Linked DNA regions of Mus musculus: all the other regions are linked to region 3. Evidence: chromatin contacts called from public HiChIP or PLAC-seq and promoter capture Hi-C data. All regions are on one chromosome and are shown on one strand. Each heading gives the region's core, a stretch centred on a gene start, on an enhancer-like site or on the middle of the called end of the contact. The rest is flanking DNA. Distances are from core to core; before and after follow the strand shown.

Region 1 (3,740 bases), core at 4-2,503, 660 kb before region 3:
GTCAGAATGTGATGGATCTTTTAGAACTGGAGTTACAGAGAGTTGTGAGCCACCACGTGGGTGCCTGGGTTTTCTGCCAGGGCAAGAAAGTGCTCTCAACTGCCAAGCAACTCTCCAGCCCCCAGTCTCAGCTATTTTAAAACAACAGTGAAACCCAAACAGGAACCACATTGTCACACACTGTTACTACGTCTTAAGGTGTCTTTTAACACCTTACAAGAACAGGTTTGTTTCCTGCAAACCATGTTTTTCAACCTATGCTGAACTTGTGACCCCATGATGTACGCCCACCCCTTTGCCTTGTTAAGTTCCTGAACACCTGTGATGACTCCCCTTCCACATGCTGTGTTCTTGCATTTATCTACCCCATAGGTAGCCTTGAACCCCGAGTGGCTCACTCTCCCGCTGGCCCAGATGCTAAAGGCACTAAGAGTCAGTTATCTCCAACGGCTCTTTTTTTTTTTTTTTTTTTTTTTTTTTTAGCAACCCTGACCCATTCCCATAAAAAGAACCTCAAAAGCCAGTGAGGGGCTGCTCTCTGAAATCTCCACTTTGGGAGACCGCAGCTGGCTGGCCAGTTTGCTTTAATCAGATATAGCTTGCTTTAATCAGCCACTCGCGAAATTGGTGTTTCTTTCCCCCATCAGATCTAACATAACCATGAATATTATGTCAGTTACCTATCTTCATCTTTCTCTTTGTATGTCCCAGAGGTCTCAGTGCTGCTATAGAGCTGCAGGCAGCTGGTCCTCTTTCCCAAGATGTTGGCAGGGAAAAAGCAAAAGCCAAACTTACAAACTCTTTCCTAATTTATCTTCCCGGTGTCTACTGGATACCGATCAGTCTACAAACACATGGTCAGCACAGCTGTCCTGGCCCAGGCGTTTTTGTTTTCTTGATATCTCATGGGATGTGTGCCTTCGTTTATGTGTCTGTTAGAAATCTCAGTTGATTTCTAAGGCAGACGTTAATTTTGCCTTAGAAAAGAAGGAGAAATGGAATAAATGATCTCGTTTAACTTAAAACCTTTGCCTTTTTTTAGCGTGGATGCTCAGCCCGTAATCCCAGCAGCACTCAGTGACAGGCAGGAGCATCTCGGTGAGTTCGAGGCCAGCCTTGTCTACATAGTGAGTTCCCAGACATAGTGAGACCTTGTCTTAAAAACCAAAACAAACAAACAAACAAACAAACACGTTTAAAAGGAAAGAAGAAAACCGGCCTGAAGAGCCAACAAGTGCGGCCCGCCCCACTGAGTTTATAGTGTGTCGCTGCCACGCCTAGCGGGTTTACCGCCTCCCTCCTCCCCCTCGCCCTCCCGCTCCCAACCCTTTGCCTTCCAAACAATTTAAATGTCGCACAGAACCAACCTATCGCAAGCCTCGTTCGAGGGGAAGGGGCGGGAGCTTCCGGAAGTGTTGGCAAAAGTCCCTCCAATCAGCGGCTGGCAGCGGGAAATTTCAGTTCCGTGAAGGGTCGGTCCGGGAGTTCCTTCTGCGGATCGGTGGAGTTTTCTGTGTTGCGACATTGTTGTGGATCCAGAAACTGCTTCAGGTAAGTGGGATCAAGAGTTCAAGGTCCTCCGTGGCTGCATACCAGCTCGAGAATGGCCTGGGACGAGACTGTCCCGAAAAAATTTAAAAATGGCCTAGGTGAGATGGCTCAACAGTTAGGAAGGAGCACTTGTTTGCAGAGTTAGCTTCCCAGCATCCCACGTAGGGCAGGTCACAAACTCCTTGTAGCTCCAGCGTCAAGAGGTCCGACACCCTCTACTGGACACCAGTATGCATCCACCCCAACACAGAAATAGACATACACATAAACAACAAGAAAAAAAACCTTTGGAAAAAATTGGCATGAAAAATGTAGATTATCCTAAAGCATTGACAGCGTATTAGAGATGAGACTCTACCCGACCTGTATGCTAGTAACCTCCCAAAATAGCCCACAAGTGTCAGTGGATTCTGCTTTTCCTGAAGACGCTGTCATTTCTCTCTAACCTGCTGTAAGTATTAGACGGAGAATCTTAAGATGAGTGCACAGGCAGGGGAGCTGACCTGAGAGGTCCACTTGACCATCACCATGACACAAGCCATTAGAGAAGAAGGACCTCAGTTGAGGAAATGACGACATGAGGTCCAGCTGTAAGGCATTTTCTCAGTTAATGATTAATGGGGAAGGGCCCAGCATCTTGTGGGTGGCAGCCATCCCTGGGCTGCAATCCTTGGTTCTGTAAGAAAGTGAAGCAAGCCAGTAAGAAGGGTCACTCTGTGGCCTCAGCACCAGCTCCTGCCTCCAGGTTCCAGCCTTGCTTGAGTTCCAGTCCTGACTTCCTTTGATGATGAATAGCAAAGTGGAAGTGTGAGCTGAATAAGCCCTTTCCTCCCCAACTTGCTTTTAGGTCATGGTGTTTTGTTGCAGCAATTGACACCCTGTCTAAGACAACCGTGTTAACAAGTTTTGCTTAAACTCTTTCTCTAGTAGTTGTGTTTGACACTTTCTCTCTTTTCCTTTTTTTCTTTTGGTGGGGAGAGGATTAAAACAAGGTTTCACATAGCTCCCACCAGCCTCCTTTGGAGCTGAGACCGACTGACCATGAGCAGGCCCTCTTGTTTTGGTTTTCCGACTGTGGTTGCACAGTATTTATCAGGCCAGCTTTAGCCAGGTGTTAAAGTCACAGGAGTGTGTTCATCACAGTAGGGTGATGCTGCGATGAAGGGTCTAGGTGGGTTTCAGACCTTACTTACTTCCTACTCATAACCCCCAAATAGGCCGTGGTATCTCATCTGTGATGACTTTTCTACTTTCATATCTACTCATATTTTTTCCATTGTGAGTTTTAATATTTTCATTTCAAGGAAGTGCAGAGTGGTGTAGGAGATAGATTGAAGTCTTGATCATTTTTATTAGTTTACTAATTTATCTCTTTGAGAGAATGTTTTACTCTTTAGCCCAGGCTATGCAAAGCTCACATGATTTGCTCGCTTGAGCCTTCTGCCTGCCACAGCCTGACCTGAGATTTTATTTTACTTTTTTTAAATAATAAAATGAAAATCCATTTATGTTGGTGTCTGTTTCTCCTCTTTGGCAGGATGCTGGTGTCACGTTTTGCCAGTCGGTTTCGGAAAGACTCGAGCACTGAGATGGTTAGAACCAACTTGGCTCATAGAAAGTCTCTGTCTCAGAAGGAGAACAGACACAGGGTGTATGAGCGAAACAGACACTTCGGTTTGAAGGACGTCAACATTCCACTGGAAGGGCGAGAGCTTGGTAATATACACGAGACATCGCAAGACCTCTCTCCAGAGAAGGCCAGCTCCAAAACAAGTAAGGAAGGGTCTTTTGTAACTGTAAGTACTTTTGAGACGCAAGGGGTCTGGAGAGATGGCTCAGCAGTTGAGAGTGTTCACTGTTCTTGCAGAGGACCTGGGGTCAGTTCCTAGCATGGTGGTTCGTCTGTAACTCAGGTTTCTGAGGATCCGACTTTGCCGGCTCCTGCATGGGTAAGGTGTGCATACATCCCCTTGGCACACCACATGCAGATAAATAGGAAAAGAGAAACCTGGGAGGGAATTTAAAGGGCTGAACTGATTAAAGGAAATTGTTCTAAATAACTCGCTGAGAACCTTTGAAATACAAAGATTTCACCAGTCGCCGAGAGAAAAGAGATCATTCTTAAACTTTGCCCGAAGTGGTTTGGGGCCACAAGGAAAGAAAGAACTGAGTAAACAGAATAGAATAGT
Region 2 (3,461 bases), core at 10-2,509, 520 kb before region 3:
ATCCCATTACAATATATTCAATATATAGATGAGTATCATCAGCTCAACTTGAACCTCACACTGTACCTACTCATTTTTATTGTCCAGGTACTGGGCAAAAGAATTATAAATTGGCCTGTCTAAAAACAATAATTTCAAAATAAAAGTAAGTTACTCAAAAGTCATTGTCTCAGGTGCCTTTATTCTTGTGGGAAATTAACAATAGGGTTTTGTTTTGTTTTTTAAAAAAGAATCTCAGATTCTACTTGAGCCAACTACTCTTCCTTTTTATTCATATACAAATCTGAGTGTCTTTTTGGAACCCAGGTTCTTAGAAATGCCTTACAAAATGCCACCATAGCAAGAATACCACGGTTTGAGTAATAACTAAGCTTGCAATTTTTTTAATAAGTTATCTAGATCTACCTCTGTAGAGTTTTCCGGTAATAAAAATAAGTCTGACTGAAACTGTACAGTGGGTACCACAAAAACGCCGTCAAAGCCCCAATTATCACCGAAAATCATAATTTTCAACAGACCAATTTATTAATATGGAGAACGTGAAGAAACAAGAAAAGCATAAACTTAACGGGCCAAGACCTGACTTAGTAGAGGATGTGTTATCGACTGCCACGATGAACAGAAACCTGTAACAATACAAATTAGACCTCTCCTTTTAGATCTAAAAGCAGTTTGGTAAACTTTGGTCGGAACTAAATAGAAAACCCAAGTTAACTCTCTTTAGCATTATTTAGCTAGAGTCGCAAGAAACAAGAATCAGTCCATCCTTTATTACCACAGAAATGACAAAGTTGAGGGCACGAAGGGCGTGAAGAATAAAGGCTTGCCAAGGTCTGTCCCTAACCCGGTCCCGAGGAGCTCGATCGGTTCAAGGAGGCGACTACGGTGGCTCGGGAGGAGATCCTGAAAGGGCAGGCGTCAAACCCCAGCCCTCGCCGCCACCCTTCCCCCTCTCACCTCTCCGAGCTCAGCTCAAGCGGAGCTGTCCGAGCGCCTGCCGCCATCACCACCGCCATCACCCGGCGCTCGCTCAAGCGCGGAAGAGAGGCCCGGCCACTCCCGCTCCTCGTGCGGCTCCCGCCAGGCGGAGGCCTGGCTGTCAGCCCCCGCCCCGGCTCCACGGTCAGCCCAGAGTCAGACTTGCCGCTGCCTCCGCCTGCTCTCCAGGGACCGCCGCCACTTCCGGGTTCGGCTCCCACCTTTTCTTTCAGAGCGGCCCCAGCCACCAGCTCTCGGCTTCGAGGCGGCGCGCTTCTGACGCCACCACCCGGCGACCTCGGGCCGGACCTGGGCTGGGCGGCGGCGGGCCGCGCATGCGCACAGGGCGAGCGCGCCAGAGCGCGGGAAGCGGCTCCGTGCTTCCATCAGAGCAGACGCTGGTGCACACCGCTTGCTCCTCGCCCCCGCTGCCCGTGCTTGCAGAGGGGAAAGCTTGTCATCTCCCGGGCGTGTGTGACATACCTTCCGCTGCATCGTGCTGTGGCTCCTCGGGTGAGGGAAACAGGACTGCACGGCGCGGAGAGGACGATCGCCCTACTGAAAAAAATACCAGTTCTTACAAAACGGCTCAGGTAGGGAAAGATGCCGGCCACACAGAAGCCCATGAGGTACGGACATACGGAAGGGCACACCGAAGTCTGCTTTGATGATTCTGGAAGGTAAGCGTCTTTGGAAACAAAGGACGGGTCCAGCGTGAATGTTAGCCGTCATTCTCGGTATGGACAGCCGGTCGAAGATGACCGATGCGGAGGGACAGAGGAAGGAATAAACAAGGAGCGCCTCTGCCCTGAGGCTTGTTTGCTTTGAACTGTCGTGGCACTTCTAGGACCTCACGAAAATTAAAATCCTTTACCCAGAGGAGTGCCTTCCCGCCACTCACGTCCTCATTCGGTGTCATGTTTATTTTATGAGACAGTTAAGCATCAGCAGTTGCTGTAAATTGCAATGACTGTCGTGCCCAGGAGATGGAATTTTGCAGCTTCCTCTTTCACAGTGTCCCCTGTGTACTAGAGGACATAATGTAAATGTCTAGTTTAGGGCTCAATACTGAGAAGTCGCTTCTTGTCAGCACCTTGTGCGGTCATGAGGCTCTACAATCACCACCATTTACTGGAAATAGAGGCTTCTCTAATTCTTTCTTTCTTTCTTTTTTTTTTTTTTGGTTTTTCGAGACAGAGTTTCTCTGTATAGCTCTGGCTGTCCTGGAACTCACTCTGTAGACCAGGCTGGCCTCGAACTCAGAAATTCGCCTGCCTCTGCCTCCCAAGTGCTGGGATTAAAGGCGTGCTCCAGGCCGGCTGAGGCTTCCCTAATAAAGGCTGAGGGTAGCATTTGAAATGTACATAAATATTTAGACAGCAGTTTGAGGTTATGCAATTTAGCTATGCAGTAGTGTACCCCCTAGGGCCTGAGACCTCCCCTTGCTATGGGCTTTTGAAAGGGTTTACCTACCAAGAATGGGTTCCCCTTTGTGGAATAGACCTTAAATCCAAAAAGCACTTGGTTACCCCTATAGCAGCCATGTCACGCATGCCCACTCAAGTGGACCATTCTTGCCTAGAAGCTGGTGTCCTAGTGAGGGCCTCCTAAAGCACAGGCTGGTCTCCAACTTAACGTGTAGCTGAGGCTGCCTCTGCCTGGCAAGCACGGAGATTACAGGCAGGGCTACTACACTGATGAACACTTTCCTATGACCCCCTTTGGGTTTTCCAATTTGGGAGTTAATCTTTTTTTTCTTCTAAACATTTATTTTATTCATATTCCTTCCTTCCCTCTCTCCTTCCCTTCCTTTTCTTTCCTTCCTTTTTTTATCTTTTTTTTTTTTTTGCCATTAGCCCTCTACTGTTTTTATTTAATTTGCACTTTTATGTGTCCAGATAGGACATAAACAGAATGAACAAAAGCACTTAGGCGATGAGAAGTTTGAAAAACAAGCAATAACCTATTCACATGGCTATTTTAATAATTTTTGGGGTACTCGTTGAGCTCATATATTCAGACATTGGTTATAGTCTCTGTGTGTCCCGAGCTGGTACTGGGGATGTGATGGTGGCTGAGCAGACACAGTCCTTGCTGTTGCAGAAATCATGTGCTCGTCTTTCTCTCACGTTATTACCAAGAAATAATTTTATGCCAAGGAAGAGCCGCAGAGAACATTAAACTCATCTCCGTTTTATAGAATGGAAGCTAAGAGTCTGCTATTGATGTTTATATGGAAAAGAATTCACTAATGTCTTGATTTTTGTTTGAAAATATAGAAAAGTAGCATTTCCTGAAGAGTTCCTGGAACTGGGTGACATTTAAAATGTGTATGTCCTTCACAGCTATATTGTGACTTGTGGCAGTGATGGTGATGTGAGGATGTGGGAAGACTTGGACGACGATGACCCTAAGTCCGTTAATGTTGGAGAAAAGGCATTTTCATGTGCTTTGAAGGTACTTATTTCAGTTGCTGTGAAGAA
Region 3 (3,331 bases), core at 172-2,671:
TTGTAGGTAGACTAGGAAGTTAAAGCAGTCAGTGTGAAAATTCAAGAGCTAAGGCAGGTATGATGGTGCAAAGCTTTGATGTCAGCATTGGGGAGACTGAGGCACAAGTTCTAGAGCAGTGGTATACATGGCCAGGCTGGCTCAAAAGAAAACACAATATGGGTGGAAGGGTGGAGGATTGTGTATTCAGTAGAGATGACCCAGAAGAGACAAAGCCAGTGGACACTGCTCATCCCCTTTCTAAAACAAAAACAAAAACAAACAAACAAACAAACAAAAAACCCTTTCCACTCCCTAATTGGAACCATCTGAGATCAGACATTTGAACAACACGTGTATACAAAAATATTAGTTTTAAAGAATGTCAAAAGGAGAAAGTAGACTGCGGCTGTGTGATTCCCACATCCATCCAGATCTACCCCTTCCCAGGCAGCAGTGGACTACAGAGGACTCACTTGTGCTTGCCAGAGGAGGTAGATCTCAAGAGAGGAGGAAATAGCGAGCTCTACGTGTGTTCAGTTCCTCTATACCAGAGGTCAGATAGCTCACTCTTCCTCTGGCAACAATGCAGTCGGTAGGCAGCTGACACAGTGGACACAAGACTTGCAAGAGTAACCACCTGACTGCTTGGCTTTCAAGCTCTTCTAGAAAGGTCTTGCTGGAGGAACAGGTGATAACTGGCTGAAATTATAGATTGCGGTTTCTTTGGATTGCTCTTTGGTATAAAACACAACGGAACCCAAATGAAGCCTTTAAGTGGAGTGTCAGCTATGAGGTAGAAACGATATGTCAGGTGGGGCTTCCAAGTCATGGCTAAGACCCCTTTTCTTTCTCCTATAAAACCAGATTTTAAGCTTGTGTGACTTTTCACTCCACCCCTCTCAGCCTGCTGTGGATAAATGCTAACAGGCTTAGACGTCCCTGCCTTCCTCAGGCCCAGGGATTCTGACCTGCAGGAAACAAGACGCAGTGCCCTGAGCTTTCTGAGGGAGGGTGGCTATCGTGATGTCACTCACAAACGGGGTCGTTACAGCCTCTGCATCTGAGGCATCAAGCCACCCACAACCCCGGCCGTGACAGCCTCTGCATCTGAGCTGTCAAGCTGAATGGCTTGGCCCTCTCTGGCAGGGTCGTCGTGAGGCCCCTCAGGTGGGCAGCGAACCGCAGTGCCACAGATCTGCCACTCAGCCTCCCCGACGCGCAGGGCGGTTACTGTGCGAATCGCACCGCTGGCCGCCCAGCAACGCAGCCGAGGCGGTCCAGCGTCTGGCCCCGTGGCGAGGATCCTTCGGGTCCCGGACAGCCCCACTCACCGGCTTCATCGCGGGTCGCCACTCGCCGTAACCAGTGCCGCCGCCCTCGCAGCCTTTAGGACACCGCCCGCGAAGAGCCCGCCCCCGTCAGTCCATTGGTCCGCCCACGTAGGAGGTGGCGCGGGGCGTTCCAGAAACCAATCATATCCTCGCTCTGTTTCTTACTCCGGGGCCTTGCTCAGCCTCTGACTACTCATTGGTTCAGAGGAAGTCTTTGAAAGACGCGCGGAAGGAGGGCCCGGAAGAAAGGGGATTGGCTTGGAGGGCTCCGCCCCTCCGCCAGTTGAGGGCGTGGACGTGGCGAGAGGCGGAGCGAGGCGAAGTGGTTCCTCACAAGTCCAGCGCTTTGGAGACTTTCTGGACTTAATTTCTGAATGATACCAGGATAGGGAGCATTTTCTTTTAAATTGTTTTAACTTTCAGGGCGTGGTAATTGGTGGAGGAGAGCCTTGCATAGGAGGTGTCCCTGGGAAAACTGACATTGCTGTCATATCTAGTCATGTAGATACTTTGGAGAATACTAAATAAAGAGCATAGGCATACTTGACATTGGATGTTCTGTATGTTCTGGATGTTCCAGGATGTACATAAGTTAATGTGTAGATCAGTCTTCCTGTTCACCAAGTAGGAATGTGCTAATATTGTATGAAAAGGAGATAAAATGATATGGGGGTTGGGGGTGGGGTCGACCTTGTCAGGCTTAATCAGCGCCAATATAAGACTGTTCTGAGCCTGCTACATGGGCGCAAGGAACTGAACTAGGGTCCTCTCTGAGAGGACACGCTCTTTATTGGTGAATCTTCTCTCCATTAACTCCCCTGCCCCCCCCCCCCCACCTTCCATTTTCAGTCTTCATTTAGCTGGCTTTGGGAAAGAAAGTCACCTGGAGCAATAGTATCATGGAATTTGAGAAAAGCAGAAGTTTCCTCTTTTACCCTTATGTCAAAGTCAGTGGGCACAGGGCTAGTAGTTAGGGAAAGAAGACAGCACGATTTGACTTAGAAATAGCATTAGTCACGATCCTTCGGAGAAATAGAAGTTGTGTGTGTGTGTGTGTGTGTGTGTGTGTGTGTGTGTGTGTGTGTGTAAAAGAAATGACTTCGGAATGCTGGTGAGTTCAAAATCTAGTGAGAGGTTAGTGGCTGTTGACTCAGAAGATCAGATCAAAGTTCAAGTTCAAAGGCAGAGTGTTGTGGGGGCCAGGAAGAGTCTGTGCTGTAAATTAACTGTGAAAACCATAAGCTAAAGAATCCTCCTTGTGTTAAGAGAATCTTAGCTTTTGTAATATCCAGGCTTCCAACTTGGAAGACAATCTGCTTTACCCAAAGTCTACCAACTTAAATGTAAATTACATCCCCTAATATTCACAATAGTGTTTTTCTAAATATCTGAGCACCTGGCTTAGCCAGGTCAATGCATGTCTTAGTTAGGGTTTCTCTTGCTGCAACGAAACACCATGACCAAAAAGCAAGTGGGGGAAGAAAGGGTTAATTTAGCTTACACTTGCACATTGCTGTTCATTATTGAAGGAAGTCAAGATAGGAATTCACACAGGGCAGGAACTTGGAAGCAGGAGCTGATGCAGAGGCCATGGAGGAGGGCTGCTTACTGGCTTCCTTCCCCTGGCTTGCTCAGCCTGTTTTCTTATAGCAGGCAGGACCACCAGCCCAGGGATGGCACCACCCACCATGAGCTGGGCTCTCCTCCATTGATCACTACTTGAGAAAATGCCTCATAGCAGATATCCTCAACTGAGACTCCTTCCTCTCTGATGACTCTAACTTGTGTCAAGCTGACACATAAAGCAGGCTAGTACAGTGCACAAAATAACATGGAGACCCTCTGGGATTTTCTGTAGTCAGTGAACAATTTTAGACTCATGCTGTCCATATTGGTTGCTCATATCCAAAATCGAAGATTAAGTTAGAATAACTAAGCAAGAAATGCTACTTTACAGGTACTGTCTTTTTTATTTGTTTGCTTTTTTTTGTTTTTTATTTGTTTTGTTTGTTTGTTTT
Region 4 (3,432 bases), core at 189-2,688, 710 kb before region 3:
TTAGTATGAAGTGTCCTATGTAACTGCTTCTGGGCCCTCGTGTCACTACGGGCAGTCAAGAGATGTGTGCTTGACCGCCAGTGCGCCAGTGCTTCTATGCAGGTCTACTATCTTTTCAAAGCCTGAGAAAAATCAACATTCACAAAATCACCTGCTAAAATTTATCATTTCACATTCGGAAGCACTACTGACAAAATGTAAGTCGCCTGACCCCAAAGGTAGTCCTCAGATGTGTTATATTACGTTACAGCCTAGTCTTGGGGTGGGGGTGGGCTGCAAAGCAGAGGCTTATTGCTGAGCTATAATCACAGAAAAAAACAAATGTCCCTGATAAAACGGGGGAGGGGGGGGCAAGAAACACCAGGATAAATTACATCATCGGGGGATTATTATTTAAGAAAAATGTTGGATTGATTCAAGCTCCCCTTCTTTGCAAGACAAAGTTCATTCAAGATCTGCTTGCCTTGGTCATTCGCTAACAAGCAGATCACTGGCAAAAAAAAAAAAAAAAAAGATAAAGCCAACTAAATTATCAGCCCTCCAGTTGGTTCAGCCCCCGCGCACCCTTTCCCAGCAACTGCTACATCAAACCATCAAACTGAGTTTAGCTTCCTGAAGGCACAGTGAACACCCTAATACCCCTTCCACGCCCAACCCCCAAGATCCCTCATATCTAAACCGAATGTCCTTAAACTGTACTACTACCGATGCTCTCCGAAATGAAGTTTAAGCACCTGACAATTATTACATCCAAACTGTACGAAGCCGAGATCCCAAGATTTTGGTTCAAATCTGCTAGGACCGAACTTCCTTTTTCTCCCCGCGGGTCCTCCCAGCCCTTCCGCGCGCCAAGGTCGCCACTCGGGGCCTGCAGTGACATCACGGTCTGTCTCGGTAGAGCCCTGACATCACCCGCACGCCGAGCCTCGGCACTGTGACCTCACCACCGCAGGCTCGCACGCCAGGGCCCCCCGGGGAGGGTGGAGGAGACGCGCCGCTCACCTGCACGGGGACACCCGGAGCCCCGCGCCCCGCACGCAGCCCACCCGCGGCGGCCTAGCTTGGGTCGCCGGACTCCGGGCCCAGGGAGCAGCCGGGCGCACGACCTCGGGGCCAGGCCGCGAGGACGGCTCTCTGGAGGACGCTGCGGCGGCGGCACCCCGAGCACGGCGAGCCGCGGTCCCCGCCCCCAACGTTCGGCCCTGCCGCGGGGAGCAGCGGGAGCCGCCACGGTGTCCACCTGCCCCGCGCCCCGCAGCCCCGCGCCCTCGCCCGGCCCACCTGTGCTTCTGCCGGGCCAGGGCCTGGCCCGGGGCTGCGGCAGCCCGATGCGGCGGCGGCAGGCCTGACTCGCTCCCCGACACTGAGGCGGACCAGGAGCTCAGCGCTGAGCGGCGGAGCCCAACGCTCGCCCCGAAACCCATTTGTTGGCTAAACCGGCGTGACATCACGCGCCGGCCCAATCGACGGTTGCCCGGGGGCGGGGCCGCAAAGCCTGCGTGCGCCAGCGCCCCCTGCGGGCGGCCGCGAGCGCTGTGGGGAGAGATGGGAGCTGCCAGGACAAGCGCCTACAAGCCTGGTGTGGCGGGAGATTGGGGAGTTTGAGTGTCACTGCACAACAAGGACCCTAACCCTAGAGCACAGTTAGAGTGACAAGTTCATTAACACTCCCAGGTGCTCCAGAAGCCTTAATACGTTTGACCCTGTTAGATATCCAACATGTCTGGGTTCTAATCTTGGTTCTACCACTAGCGTATGGTTCTATTTCAATTTTTATTTTTATTTATTTTATTTTATTTATTTATTTATTTATTTATTTATTTAGGAGACAGAGTTTCTCTGTATAGCCCTGGCTGTCCTGGAACTCACTTTGTAGACCAAGCTGGTCTCGAACTCAGAAATCCGCCTGCCTCTGCCTCCCGAGCGCTGGGATTAAAGGCGTGTGCCACCACACCCGGCTCATCTATTTCAAATTTTTAAAATGAGCTATTTAGCAAGCCCATGGCCCTGGGTTTGATCCTGATGTCCTACACACTGGGCATGTTGCTTCATATCTGTAATCCCAGAGTTTGGGAGGTGATGTCAGGTGCGCCACAGGTTCATGGTCACCCTCAATGGCAAAGCAAATTTGGGATCAGCGGGAGCAGGGCGCGGGTCCTCTCTGTTAAGAACACTGGCTGCTCTTCCAGGGGAATTCAATTCCCAGCACACCACAAGGTGGTTCGAAACTTGTCTGTAACTGCAGCCTCATGGAATCAGACGTCTTTTTCTGGCCTCCACAAACACTGCATGCACGGAGACAAAACACTATACACATAAAAAAAATTTTTACAAAAGAATATATTTTCCATAAAATTATGGCAGAAGTACCTACCAGAAAGTACATAAACTTTAAAGTTAAACTGCTAATCTACAAGAGCCTTGTAAACTTATCAGTGAAAGAAAAAAAAAAAAAAACAACAACAACAAGAAGACTCAGCACTTAAGAGCACTAGCTGCTCTTCTAAAGTACCCAGGTTCAATTCTCAGCACTCTCGTGGTGGCTCACAATTATCTGTTACTTCAGTCCCAGGGGATCCAAGACACACATCTGGTGCACACATGTGCAGGCAAAATAGCTATACACACAAAATTTTTTAAACAGCCTCACATCAGAAAATAAAAAACCTCTTGTGAAACGTGTGTGTGAAGTCTTAAAGAATCAAAATGTAGAAATAGGACCAGTGAGATGCTGCAGCAGATGAAGGTACTGACACTAAACCTGACACCCTGAGTTCAATCCCTACGACCCACCTGGTAGGATGAAAAGATGTCCTCTACATGTGGGCCGGAGTATGTGAATACCACCCATACAGACACACACACACACACACACACACACACCACACACACATACACATACACACACACACACAAATACACACACACATACACACATACATACACACACACACACACATACATACACACACACACACACACACACACACACATGCGTGGGCTGGAGTATGTGAAAAACCCTCCATACACACACACACACACAAATTTGCAATTTTAAAATATAAAACTAAGCCAAGCATGGTAGTACACATTTGTAATCCCTGAATTTGGAAGGCTGAGACAAGAGGTTGTGGCAGTTCAAAGCCACTCTGGGCTACTTAGCATGTACCGGGTTTCCTGGGCTGTATCCCTTTCTCATTTCCATGATCAAAATACTTAACAAAAGCATCTTAAGAAATTAAGGACTTATCTTGTAGCGCTGGAGAGATGGCTCAGTGGTTAAGAGCACTGGCTGCTCTCACAGAGGACCTGGGTTTGGTTCCCAGCACTCACATGACCTCTCACAACCTGCTGTAACTACAGCTTCAGGGGCTCTGACACCTTCTGGCCTCCAAAGGCACCAGGCAGATATGACGCACAGACATAGATGCA
Region 5 (3,327 bases), core at 356-2,855, 610 kb before region 3:
TGTTAGCCCCTGCACTTGGGAGACTGAGACAGGATTGAATATTGAAAGCCAGCCTGGGCTACATAGTAAGTTCCAGTCCTGCCTAGGCTGCAGTGGCAGCCTGTCTCCCTGGGATGGTTTGTATATGCTCGGCCAGGGAGTGGCACTAACTGAAGGTGTGGCCCTGTTGGAGTAGGTGTGTCACTGTGGGTGTGGGCTTTAAGACCCTCATCCTAGCTGCCTGGAAGCCAGTCTTCCACTAGCAGCCTTCAGATGAAGATGTAGAACTCTCAGCTCCTCCTGCACCATGCCTGCCTGGACGCTGCTATGCTCTTGCCTTGAGGATTATTGACTGAAGCTCTGAACCTGTGAGCCACCCCCACCACAATTAAATGTTGACCTTTATAAGAGCTGCCTTGGTCATGGTGTCTGTTCACAGCAATAAAACCCTAACTAAGATACTTCCCCTGCCCCCAAAGGTAAATAAATAAAAATACGGAACTATAAACTTGAAGCAAACATCTTGGAATTTCAGAAAGTGATAGTTTTTACACACTGGTTTCTGTTCTTTTCCTCAGAATTAGCCGGGTCACTAAGTCCAAATGTTCTCATTATCCAGAAACCCTACTCCCCGGGGGTCGCTTTATAAATATTCCAATTTCTTCAAATAGGAATCACTTGCTTCCCTGCTAGGGTTAGCCGGAATCCTAAGCCTCAGTCTCAACTCCCCCTCCCCACCCATTCCCGTCCCATCCTCGATTCCCTGCAATAGTGCTTGAGTAACATAATTCAGCATAAATGCAACCTTTGAAAGCCTCTCGCTAAGGGTCTGCACTCTGAGACCAACACGGCCACACCCAAGACTTCCTCCACCCAGATCTAGAGGTTATTGCACAAATAACCACACTGGTCACGAATGAGTCACTTGGCTTACAAAAAAATGTTAGAGGTTACAGTAGTTCTTCATCCCGACACATGCGCACTAGGGCTTGGGCAGCACTGTCCTGTGCGGTCAAGCACGCAGCGGGTGGCTATAGCCCCTACCTCCGCTGAACCTGGTGGAACTCACTGGCACCACACAGCAAGATCTCTAGTGGAAGGCTTCCACGTGCACCAAAGGAGCCTGCTGGAATTCCTCCAGGAGTCAGGAATCCTGGGCGATGTCTTTTGAGTCTCCAAACTCCCACCCCCACCCCCAACGTGCCAGAAGAGGCACCTGATCCCTATGGCCAAGCTAGGGGCCAGCTACAAGGTGGATCTCCGTAGGTTGTGGCTCACTCTAACGCAGGGCTTCGAAGGAGTGCCCAGGGCCCGCTGGCATCCCGCCATCCCAAAGAGACTTAGTATGTAGGTCGTGAATAACTTTCTCCGAGAGTTACCCGCAGGAGAGCCAAGGCGGTAGACCAGCGCCTGGGACCCTGAAGGTCACCTCCGTCCATCTCCCGGGAGCCCAGCCCTTTCTTGGTGCACTGAGCAGCACCGGTCCCCGCGCCCCGCGCCGCTCACCTGGGTAGTGCTCTCTGTGCCGCTCACCTGATTAGTGCTCCACCCGCCGCTCCGCTAGCTGTCAGAGCTGGGCGGTGGCTCGGCCGCTTCTAGTACTCTTTTCCCCGGGCCCGCCCTCCCAGGGCGGGGCAGCATCCCTCGCCCTGCAGGCGCCTGGCTGGACCGCGCCCCACGGACCACGGAGCTTCCCCACAGTGGACTGGGACACGCCCGCCAGCCTGTGCCCCTCACCTGTGCCCCGCAGTGGGCCCTAGCCGACCGCACCCAGACTCTCAGACTCACCCAATTCCCTTGTCTGAAGCTGCCTGTCAGGGTCTCATCCTGCCCCTAATTCCTTCACCTGAAGCCTTCCGCAGAAATGGCAGTGACTTTGAGTGTGAGGGAAGGGAGGAGCAGGTGTCCCTGACAAATCTGAGATGTAAGAGGTGCCCCTGTTTGCATTCACTCCTGCTCTGGATTTTGCTGGGCTGGGTAAACCCAATGTGGTACATAGTAGGTTCTCGGTAGGTATTTGTTGGTTGATTGATTGATGAGTGAATGAATGAATGTGGACGAATGAATTAATGAATGAAGTAGTATGAATGTGTGAATTGATTCCTAGGAAGATGTTTTCTCAAAGATTGGAGGAGAGTTACAGCACGGGCAAGGGGCAGTTAAATCAAGAGGACAGGGTGTAGCTCTGTCTATATGAAAATAGTTACAAGGAACAGCCGCTTTTGCAAGAGGCTGATAACCAGTTTGGAACCATTTATATAGATTAAAAACTTGAGTGATGTGGTTAAGGATATTCAAGATAATTTTTCCCCAGCTTCAGATACATCAGCTAATATCTACCAAACACTTATGCACCCCACTCTATGCCTAGGGCTTTACATACATTTATGGAGTTGGCATTATTTTAATCCTATTAGGTCCAAAGCAGCCCCCCAGAATGCCAGTGCTGGTCCTAAACAGAGGGACTCTGGCTGCACAAACAGAAGCTTATAGGTGGTTTCTGTTGACCAGGGATCTCCCTTAGTCTGCCCCCAATGTCAACTACCTCAGGCAAGGGCACCTGCTTCCCGGTCAATCCCAACAGCCTGTAACAGCTCAAAGCCCCCCATTCTGCTGACTTCTCCCCACACCCGGGGCAGGGGAATGTTTATTGCCTTGGTGGTTTGAGCCCCAATAAACTTATCTTTCTACTCATTCAGTGATGTCGCTGTGCCCTTGCTTACAAATCCCATTTTAGACATGAGAAAATATGGGTATAGAGAGTCAAGCATAATCCCGTAAGGGTGCTTGCTACAAAGCCCGACGCCTAACTTTGATCCCTGTAACTCAAGAGGAAAGAAGAGAACCAACTCTTGAATGTTGTCATTTAAGCCACATACACATGCTCACATGCATATGTGCAAATATAAATGCATTTTAAAATATTAAAACATCGCTTCTCGGCCTTTTGGCTAAGATCAAGTGTAAAATATTAAAACATGTAAATAAAATTTTAGAAATAAATATATGTATTTTTTTAAAAAATCACTGTAGGTAGTAGGTGTGGTGGCTCATGTCTTTAATCTCTTGGGATCTGCATGCTCTTGGGATGCAAAAACAGGCAGATCCCTTCAAGTTTAAGGCCAGCCTGGTCTGTATGGCGATTTGAGGCCACCAGGGATGTACAGTCAGGCCTTGTTTCAAAAACAAAAATGAAAAACCCCAAACAATCACTGTGACCATTGGCTTATGTAAGCCACGGAGCACTCCAGCTGTCACTTGTCACCTGGCTCTCCAGATTTCCTGTAGTCTCTAAAGTAATCAATTATTAGTGTGTTAATAAAGAGTCCCGGCCAGTTTTGCACAACC
Region 6 (3,602 bases), core at 230-2,729, 860 kb after region 3:
TCTTGACTGTCATCCCTGCCTCTATGCGCTGGCAATTATTTCTCATGGATTTTTAGCACCATGTATTTAACCCCTAAGAAGAGTCACCCTACTTTTTGAATTAGCTAGGGTGACCATTTGCTTTCTTCTGTATTCTAGGAGGAAAGTCCTTGTTTGTTCTTGGATACAGGTAATTTCTTCCAATTGAGAAATGTTCAAATTGTATCAATTTTTTTCCAGTTTTGGAGAAATCAAAATGTTCCTAGCGCTCAAGGAAGAGAGCCTTTTCCCACCCTCTTCCTCCTGAGCTGGAAAGCGCCCAGCTCCTCCGAAGTCTGCTTACCCAGAAGTCCTGCTTCAAAGTGTTCTTTAAAAGCTTTCAAGAACACACTAGCACTTTTTAACAAAAACGCTGTTTTTAAAATAATACTCAACCGATGGTGGGATTGGGGTTAGGAATAGGGGGGTGAGGATGGAGTAGAGGTACTACGGTGTGAGTGGGAACAGTGAAGCAAATAGAAAAGGCTGAAACCTCTTGCCTGCCTGGCTTGTCCAAATGTGGTTAAAACAGTCACTGTTTATCCTCTTTACAAGGGACTAATTTGTTCAATGGACCCCACATGCTAAGTATTCCTCACAAGGAACTGAGAGTTTTCTGTAACAATGTAACAATAAACTTCCTCCTGTTGATACGATCATTGCTGTTCTCCACAGAGGAAAAGTCACTGGGGAAAAGGAAAGGATCGTAGTGTGCCTTCCTGAGTGAATTAGCATCTAGAACCCCAGGATGCTGGTTGCTGACTTCAGGTGATGTAAAACCTGAGGCCACTGAAGCTGGGAGAGAGGATGACGTTCCATAAGCACCTTTTCTTTTGAAGTGCCCCCAAACCTTAAAGCCTGCATTTCATTTGGAAAAAAAAAAATCTTCTGCTAAAACCGCTTCCCATATGCAGCCCATCTGGAAGACTATAATCTAGTCTCGCCTGCAGCAAACCGGCAGTAACAACGCTAGCCTTTCATCTCAGATCCCCAAGCAATAGACAAACATTAATTAATGCCCCCAACACACCTGGGATGTAGGGAAGTATTATTATCCATGGCTCACAGATGAGGAAATCCAGACACCAAGAGGTTAAATGGCTTGCCTTAGGCCACAGCACTAGCTAACAACTGCAAGACTTTCCACTGACAGTGGGCCCTCCGAGCCAGCTAGAGCTCTGAGAAACTTTTGAGACCATCCTCTATGAAAGGAACCATTACCAAGGCAGACTGCGGTCAACTTATTTCCCTCTCTCATTGTTTGGATCTCAAGAGACAACATAAATGAGCTCAGTCCCCCAATCTTAAAGAAACACACAAGACAGGCTGGGGAGGTAAGTTGGTTTCCTTGTAAGCAGGAAGACCTGACTGCAGACCCTAGCTCCCACATAAAAGTGTGGTGCTGTGTGTGAGTCTGTAAGGCCAATGCTGCAGGAATAGAGACAAGTGGATCCTAGCAACCCACTGGCTAACCATTACCTTAGCCAAATTGTCATGCTCTATGTTGAATGAAAAACCCTGCCTGAAAAGCCCACCCCCAGGCTGACAGGCATTTCCTGAGAAGCCACAGGTCCCTCCAGCCAGGGAAGCAGGTAGCCTAATTGCAGATCTTCCCTCCTTCTCCTCCTCCAAATCCAATCCCCCCAGTCTCACCTCCATCTATGTAGCAGACTATCTGCTACAGCCTCCTCCTTCCCATCTTGAGTGGAGCACTCAGATTTTCTCCTCTAACCGTCCTCCCAGCCATCCTGTTATTCCAGGCCCTGGCTCCATCAGGCTTTCTCTGGGAGCACAGCAGCCAAGCCTGACAGAGAAGCAAGTAGGCCGGCAAAGCAGATAGGAGAGCTTTAGATCCTCACTCTCCCTCCTCTCCTCTAAATCCTGTGCCCCAGCCTCACCCCCTGCTCTGTAGCCGACGACATCTTATGGCTTCTCCTCACTCTCTGTCCCCATTCCCGGGAGACTAAGCAAGCCCTTATAGAACACCCTGATTTACTCTCTCCTGTGGACATCCTCAGGCCATCCCTCCTAGCCCATCCCATCCCTGAGTGTCAGCTCCCAATATACATATTGCGTGGTACCTCCAGTGGCTACATTTGTCAGGATCCCAGAAAAATTCCATACCAAGCAACACAGCCACAACTCTCTCCTAAGGACCAGACAAGGGCAAAGAAACCAAGGAACAAAACACCCACCCAACAAAGACCAGATATCTGTACTTAGACTTATAACCTTCCCAAGCCCAGATGTTAGATGCCAGTGTGAAAAACAATAACATCCAAGACAAAATATCTCCAGTAGGCCCTAGCAATCCTGTCACAGTAGGACCTGAGAATCCCAACATAGCTAGAGACCAAGAAATAAGTCTTAAAACAGCCTTTATGAAGACGCTAGAGGTCCTCAAAAAGGAAATGAAGAAATCTGTGAAAATGCAAGCAGTGAAAGGAAGTAAATAAAACAGTTCAAGACCTGAAAGTAGAAATGAATGCAATAAAAAAAAAAGAGCCCAGACAGAGAGAAACCTGGGAAGGAAACGTGTAAGAACACAAAGAGGAGCCTCAGAGGCAAGCCTAACCAACAAAACCCACGAGATGAAAAAGAGGATCTTAGGCCCTGGTAGAAAAATCAGATACCTCTGTCAAAGAAAGGGTTAAATCTAAAAAAATTCTAGTGCAAATGATCCAGGAAGTCTGAGACACTGTGGAGAGACCAAATCTATAAGTTAAAAAAAAAAAATACAAGATGGAGAGGAAATGCAGGTCAAAGATACAGAAAATAAGTTCAACAAAATCATAAAAGAAAATGTCCCTAGCCTAAAGAAGGAGTTGCATATTAAGGTAAAAGAATTGTATAGAACACCAAATAGAAATTCCTCTCAGCAAATAATCACCAAAGCACTAAACATGCAGAGGAACAACAAAACAAGCAAACAACAACAACAAAAGACTATTAAAAGCTGTAAGAGAAAATGACCAAGTAACATACAAAGGCAGATCTATTAGAATAATAACTGACTTCTCCATGGAGACTCTAAAATCCAGAAGGGTCTGGGCAGATGTTCTACAGACTCCAAAAGACCAATGCTTCCAGCTCAGACTCCAGTGATACTTTCAATCTCTGGAGAAAATATAATATTTCATCATAAGACCCAAAAGCAAAACCAGTCTTACAAAAGACACTATTAAAAGGAAAACCCCAATGTAAAGAGATTAACCACACCAAGAAAACGCAAGGAATAAATAATCCCAGACCAGCAAATCAATACACAAACACACACACACACACATCATCACAACAACAAAACAACAAGAATCAACAAACACTGCTCACAGATAACTCTCAACACAATGGTCTCAATTCCCCAATAAAAAGACACAGACTAACAGAATTGTTGCAAAAAACAGAATCCACCCTTCTGCTGCATCCAAGTAACATGCCTTAACATCAAGGATAGATATCAACTAAGGGTAAAAAAATAAAATAAAATAAAATAAAATAAAATAAAATAAAATAAAATAAAATAAAATAAAAGACTGGAAAGATGGCTCAGAGGTTAAGAGCGCTGACTGTTCCTCCAGAGGTTC
Region 7 (3,804 bases), core at 590-3,089, 780 kb after region 3:
GGACCCAGAAATGCTTTGAAATGTGTCATCTAAGCATGGGTATGGACAGGTTCAGAAGGTAGCTTGGTGTTGATTCTAGGAGAGTATTCTTTTGTTTGTTTTCCTTTCTGTCAATGTAGTTGTTTATCAGAATGTAGTCTACAACTGGCAAGAGGTCTCAGTGGGTAGACATGCCTGCTGCCAAGCCTGAGTTCCATCGCCAGGAACCACATGGTGGGAGGAGAGAACCAACTCTCATAAGCTGCCTTCTGACCCCCCCACACACACACATGCACACACACAACCTAGCACACGTGCACACATACACACACATACACTGTAAAATACTGTAGATTACATACACTTAGAAAGTTACTTCAGATTTAACAAGCCTTCAAACATCAAATGCATTGTATCAGCCCTCTGCCTAGGTGATTTTTGTGAATAAATCTGTGTCAACAGAATGTATTCATTTTATTTTAGCGCATTAAGGGAAGCATGGTTTATTTGTGTGGATCAGACAGTTGAAGACTGCCGTAGACCCGTGGCTGGCAGTGGTGGAATTGCGACTGAAGACCCTTTCCTCTGCACGGCCACCCCAAGATGTCTTTACAAGTTTACTACTTTAAAATCCTTTTTATATGCATGGATCAAGCTGGAAGGAGGATAAATGCAAGGTCATGAACTTTCAGAATGCTCCTGCACAACCAGTGTCGACCCGAGAGCTACAGCTGCCACACACTGGGGATCCACTCGCCAGCTGCTATCGAAACTATGATCGCCAGGCTGATGCTATCAGGCAGCGCCCCACAGATAGGATCGACAGGGCATGCGCACACGCTCCTGTCTTTGGGGAGAAAACTAGAAACACCTGGATCGTGTTAGCTCACTTCTGCCCTTCTGCAGCTGGCTTTTATGCTTTTCCTCTCTTAAGGAGTTGACAATCTGGGAAAATCTTGATATTCAGCCAAGAAGACAAGAGCCTTTCATTTTGAGCACAGACATTTCTCTGTGTCCTGGCAAAGCAATAGGGAGAGTGAGATGGAAATTATTCCTTATGGTGTAAAAATAAAAATGTGGACAATTAAAAAAAAAAAAAAAGAAAAAGGTCTTCAGAGAGCACGCAGTGGATGCGGTGCTTGCCATGTGCTGTGACGACCTGGTTCAAGTTTTCAGCACTCACAAAACGTAGGCGCCGTGGCACACTCCGCAGTCCTATGGGGAGACGGGATGAGAAGCAGAGATGGAAGCTTGCAGGCCAGCTAGCCTGGCACGAAGAGAGAAAACCAACAGGAGATCCTGTCTGAAACAAGTTGGGATGTAAGCACTGGCACCCAAGGGTGTCCTCACCTGTCCACCTTCATATATACAAAAGTGCGCATGCATATATAAACACACACACACATATACACTCACACACACACACACATGCACACACACACATACACACTACACGCATACACACACACACATACTCACAGACACACACACACACACACACACACACACTCCTAAACCATCATTTTCAAATAACAAACATTTCTCCTTTTATTCTTCTTCCTCTCTCTTCCTCCACCCCACCCCCACCCAGACCCCTTTGGTCTTTTGAGCCAGTCTCACTACAAAGCCCAGGCTGGTCCTTAATTCACTGATAGACCAGGCTGCCCTCAAACTTGCAGTGATCCTCCTGTCTCTGTCTTACAGGCACGTGTCACGGAGCCTAGCTTATGACTGTATTTCATAATAGCTTTGGTAAGTGGTGCCCAGTAAATTTGAGTGAGCACTGTGCCCTGCCCAGGGCTGTCTGCTGTGTGGGCCCATAGCTGGGCCTCCTCTCCGTGACTCCCCAGCCTCTCTCAATGGAACACTTGAAAGTCTCACTCCAAGCAGAGGGCAGGAGGCCAGGGGTGGAGTGGCCCCGCTTACTCTGTAGTACACTACTTTTTTCTGGTTGAAAAACTTCTGATGTCAAATTAGTCATCAATTTAGGTATTTTTTTCCATGAGCCTGCACCCTGGATTTCTGGATATAACTCATGGATGTGAAATAATCAAAGCAGAGTACGAGCCAGAGTTTCCACAACACAAACAAAGCCAGAAGAGTTTAGAACAAAGTCCACACTAACCAAATACCACTGCCCTACCCAGGCTGGGAGCCGAGAGCAACCACACTGTAAAGCAGAACACGAGGCCCCTGCCCCATGAAGATGAAGAGTCAGAGGGAGTGTGAAGCAAGGACTCTTAGGCTTTTGATGATCAGGAACAGGCCCAGGTTTGTCCCTGGGTTGGTTGTGAACTTCCAGCAGCCATTGTCTTACTCGTTCTTCACCCAGCCACAGAGAGAAGCCAAATCCACTTGCTGCCGCTGTCTGAGCCGCTTGGCCAAACTGTTACAAAATATGCAAAATAGCAAATGTGGGGAGGGAAAGTAGCGTACATACATTCATTTCCCATCGATTCTAGCTCAGTACTGGTGGGCAACTAAAGATGTAGAGCTAGATGTGTCTCTTATTCATAGGTCTTTTGGAGGACTGAGGCTGTAGCTCAGCAGTAGAGCACTTTCCTAGAATGCAGAACGCACTGAGAAAGCAAACGCATTTGTGAAGTTCCTTTCCACACAGGCAATCAGGTGGGCTGTACACTGGATCTACCCAGCAGTGTATTTTAATCATTTTGCCACACTTACAAGTTGCTTTTGATTAGTCAGTGGCCAATTCATGAAGGACAGGCTCCGTGCTGCACCTCATTCTTGCAGTGGTTCAAAAGTTTCCTCTATCACTCCTGACCTTCCATCCTTCAGTTCCACCCAGACTCTAACTCTGACTTGTCTCCTCTGGGCCATTGTGCAGGTGGCCCTTTGACTTTATTGGCAGCATTCCTGGGTGCTGCTTTGAAAACTCTGTCCTGTCTGAGATCCGATGGAGTAGAATCATACTCTGATTTCTCTACCTCAGGGCACCAGTATGGAAGTTTCTTCTACTCCCTCCCCAGTCGTAATATTCAGGACCCAAACTGCAACCCTGGTCTGGGAAAGTCCTGGTTCCTATGGAGATGGGGTGTGGAGTATGAGGCCTGCTGTTACACCATGGTAGAGAGGCTTGCTGCCTTATAAGAGTGTCACCCCACACCATGGGATTAAGCAGAAAGATTACTTTCCCTCCCTGTGATGGTTAGAAGAAATAAAGAGACAACTAGTGAATAATTACAAAATATGCAAAACAGCAAATGTGGGGAGGGAAAGTAGCGTCAGGCAACTGTTGCTTTTTCATTTGTGTCTGTGTGTATGCACGTGTATTCATGTGTGTATATGAATACGCATATATGCATGTACATGTGTATGCATGTGGATATACATGTGTCATATGCTTGTTTACATGCATGTGTGTATACATGTGGATGTATGTGTGTGTGCACATGTGCATTTTGTGTGTGCATGCATATGCACACATGTGTGTGAGTGCTTGCACATGTGACCTCGCGTGGTGGCCAGAGGCTGACATTGGGAATCTCCCTCCACCTTGTTTTACAGAGGCAGGTCTCTCATTGAACCTGGATTTCTCCAACTTACTCAATTGGCTGGCCAGTGAGCCCAGCGATCTGCCTGTCTGTGTCAGAGACACACTCTGCCAGCCTCTTATATGGGGAGCTAGGATGTGAACTCAGGTCCTCATGTCTGTGCAGCAAGCACCTTTTCCAGAGAGCCAATTGCAGAGCTGTCTGTTGTCCCTCTTAGAAGACACTTCAAATGCCCTCTCCTTCCATGAGACAATGTATGGAATATGAATACCCTCAACATTTCAGGTCATTCTGAGTGAGATCATTGCTG

What was found. Promoter capture Hi-C pulls out the DNA fragments that hold promoters and counts their contacts. HiChIP or PLAC-seq counts read pairs in DNA pulled down with a chosen protein or histone mark. Capture Hi-C pulls out chosen DNA fragments and counts their contacts.
Region 1: a promoter capture Hi-C map of adipose tissue shows a contact between it and region 3, with 2.6 times the contacts expected there. The contact joins the promoter of Dlgap5 here to the promoter of Cdkn3 in region 3. A contact is called at or near these places in 5 of 39 promoter capture datasets (the 3T3-L1 cell line, the C10 cell line, liver and 1 more), 2 of 484 Hi-C or Micro-C datasets (B cells and CD8 T cells), 2 of 115 datasets of contacts at active chromatin or transcription factors (bone marrow-derived macrophages and large pre-B cells) and 2 of 9 other capture datasets (adipose tissue and liver).
Region 2: a promoter capture Hi-C map of pre-B cells shows a contact between it and region 3, with 4 times the contacts expected there. The contact joins the promoter of Socs4 here to the promoter of Cdkn3 in region 3. A contact is called at or near these places in 11 of 39 promoter capture datasets (the 3T3-L1 cell line, the C10 cell line, the HPC-7 cell line and 5 more), 2 of 484 Hi-C or Micro-C datasets (large pre-B cells and pre-B cells), 7 of 115 datasets of contacts at active chromatin or transcription factors (the NIH/3T3 cell line, astrocytes, bone marrow-derived macrophages and 4 more) and 1 of 9 other capture datasets (liver).
Region 4: a contact with region 3 is called in a promoter capture Hi-C map of liver, with 4 times the contacts expected there. The contact joins the promoter of Fbxo34 here to the promoter of Cdkn3 in region 3. A contact is called at or near these places in 3 of 39 promoter capture datasets (liver, neutrophils and pre-B cells) and 1 of 9 other capture datasets (liver).
Region 5: a promoter capture Hi-C map of liver shows a contact between it and region 3, with 3 times the contacts expected there. The contact joins the promoter of Lgals3 here to the promoter of Cdkn3 in region 3. A contact is called at or near these places in 3 of 39 promoter capture datasets (the HPC-7 cell line and liver).
Region 6: a contact with region 3 is called in a promoter capture Hi-C map of liver, with 5 times the contacts expected there. The contact joins the enhancer-like site here to the promoter of Cdkn3 in region 3. A contact is called at or near these places in 6 of 39 promoter capture datasets (the 3T3-L1 cell line, cranial neural crest, hippocampal neurons and 3 more) and 2 of 115 datasets of contacts at active chromatin or transcription factors (embryonic limb bud and stem cell-derived neural progenitor cells).
Region 7: a contact with region 3 is called in an H3K27ac HiChIP or PLAC-seq map of hepatocytes, with 11 times the contacts expected there. The contact joins the enhancer-like site here to the promoter of Cdkn3 in region 3. A contact is called at or near these places in 11 of 39 promoter capture datasets (the 3T3-L1 cell line, 3T3-L1-derived adipocytes, the HPC-7 cell line and 7 more) and 6 of 115 datasets of contacts at active chromatin or transcription factors (the NIH/3T3 cell line, embryonic limb bud, embryonic stem cells and 3 more).

The regions. Positions count from the first base shown.
Region 1 is chr14:47,415,920-47,419,659 of GRCm38.p6, reverse strand. It overlaps Dlgap5 (DLG associated protein 5), which reads left to right and starts at 1,253. Exons shown (of 19, transcript NM_144553.2): 1 at 1,253-1,551; 2 at 3,089-3,324. The coding sequence starts at 3,090.
Region 2 is chr14:47,274,718-47,278,178 of GRCm38.p6, reverse strand. Socs4 (suppressor of cytokine signaling 4) reads right to left here and starts at 1,259. Exons shown (of 2, transcript NM_080843.3): 1 at 958-1,259. It overlaps Wdhd1 (WD repeat and HMG-box DNA binding protein 1), which reads left to right and starts at 1,322. Exons shown (of 25, transcript NM_001360532.1): 1 at 1,322-1,658; 2 at 3,324-3,435. The coding sequence starts at 1,582.
Region 3 is chr14:46,758,631-46,761,961 of GRCm38.p6, reverse strand. Cdkn3 (cyclin-dependent kinase inhibitor 3) reads right to left here and starts at 1,421. Exons shown (of 8, transcript NM_001360041.1): 1 at 1,314-1,421. The coding sequence starts at 1,322.
Region 4 is chr14:47,470,567-47,473,998 of GRCm38.p6, reverse strand. Fbxo34 (F-box protein 34) reads right to left here and starts at 1,438. Exons shown (of 3, transcript NM_001146086.1): 1 at 1,282-1,438.
Region 5 is chr14:47,372,138-47,375,464 of GRCm38.p6, reverse strand. It overlaps Lgals3 (lectin, galactose binding, soluble 3), which reads right to left and starts at 1,605. Exons shown (of 6, transcript NM_010705.3): 1 at 1,513-1,605. It also overlaps the pseudogene Gm52166.
Region 6 is chr14:45,899,283-45,902,884 of GRCm38.p6, reverse strand. No RefSeq gene overlaps it. Among named protein-coding and RNA genes, the nearest start is that of A530076I17Rik, 230 kb to the right of the region's middle. Within about 2 kb of position 1,479, at least 4 of the 459 cell types and tissues checked have an H3K27ac peak or open chromatin away from gene starts, as enhancers often do.
Region 7 is chr14:45,981,691-45,985,494 of GRCm38.p6, reverse strand. No RefSeq gene overlaps it. Among named protein-coding and RNA genes, the nearest start is that of Gm34499, 240 kb to the left of the region's middle. Within about 2 kb of position 1,839, at least 21 of the 459 cell types and tissues checked have an H3K27ac peak or open chromatin away from gene starts, as enhancers often do. A contact at or near this core is called in embryonic limb bud, hepatocytes and liver, where this site is marked.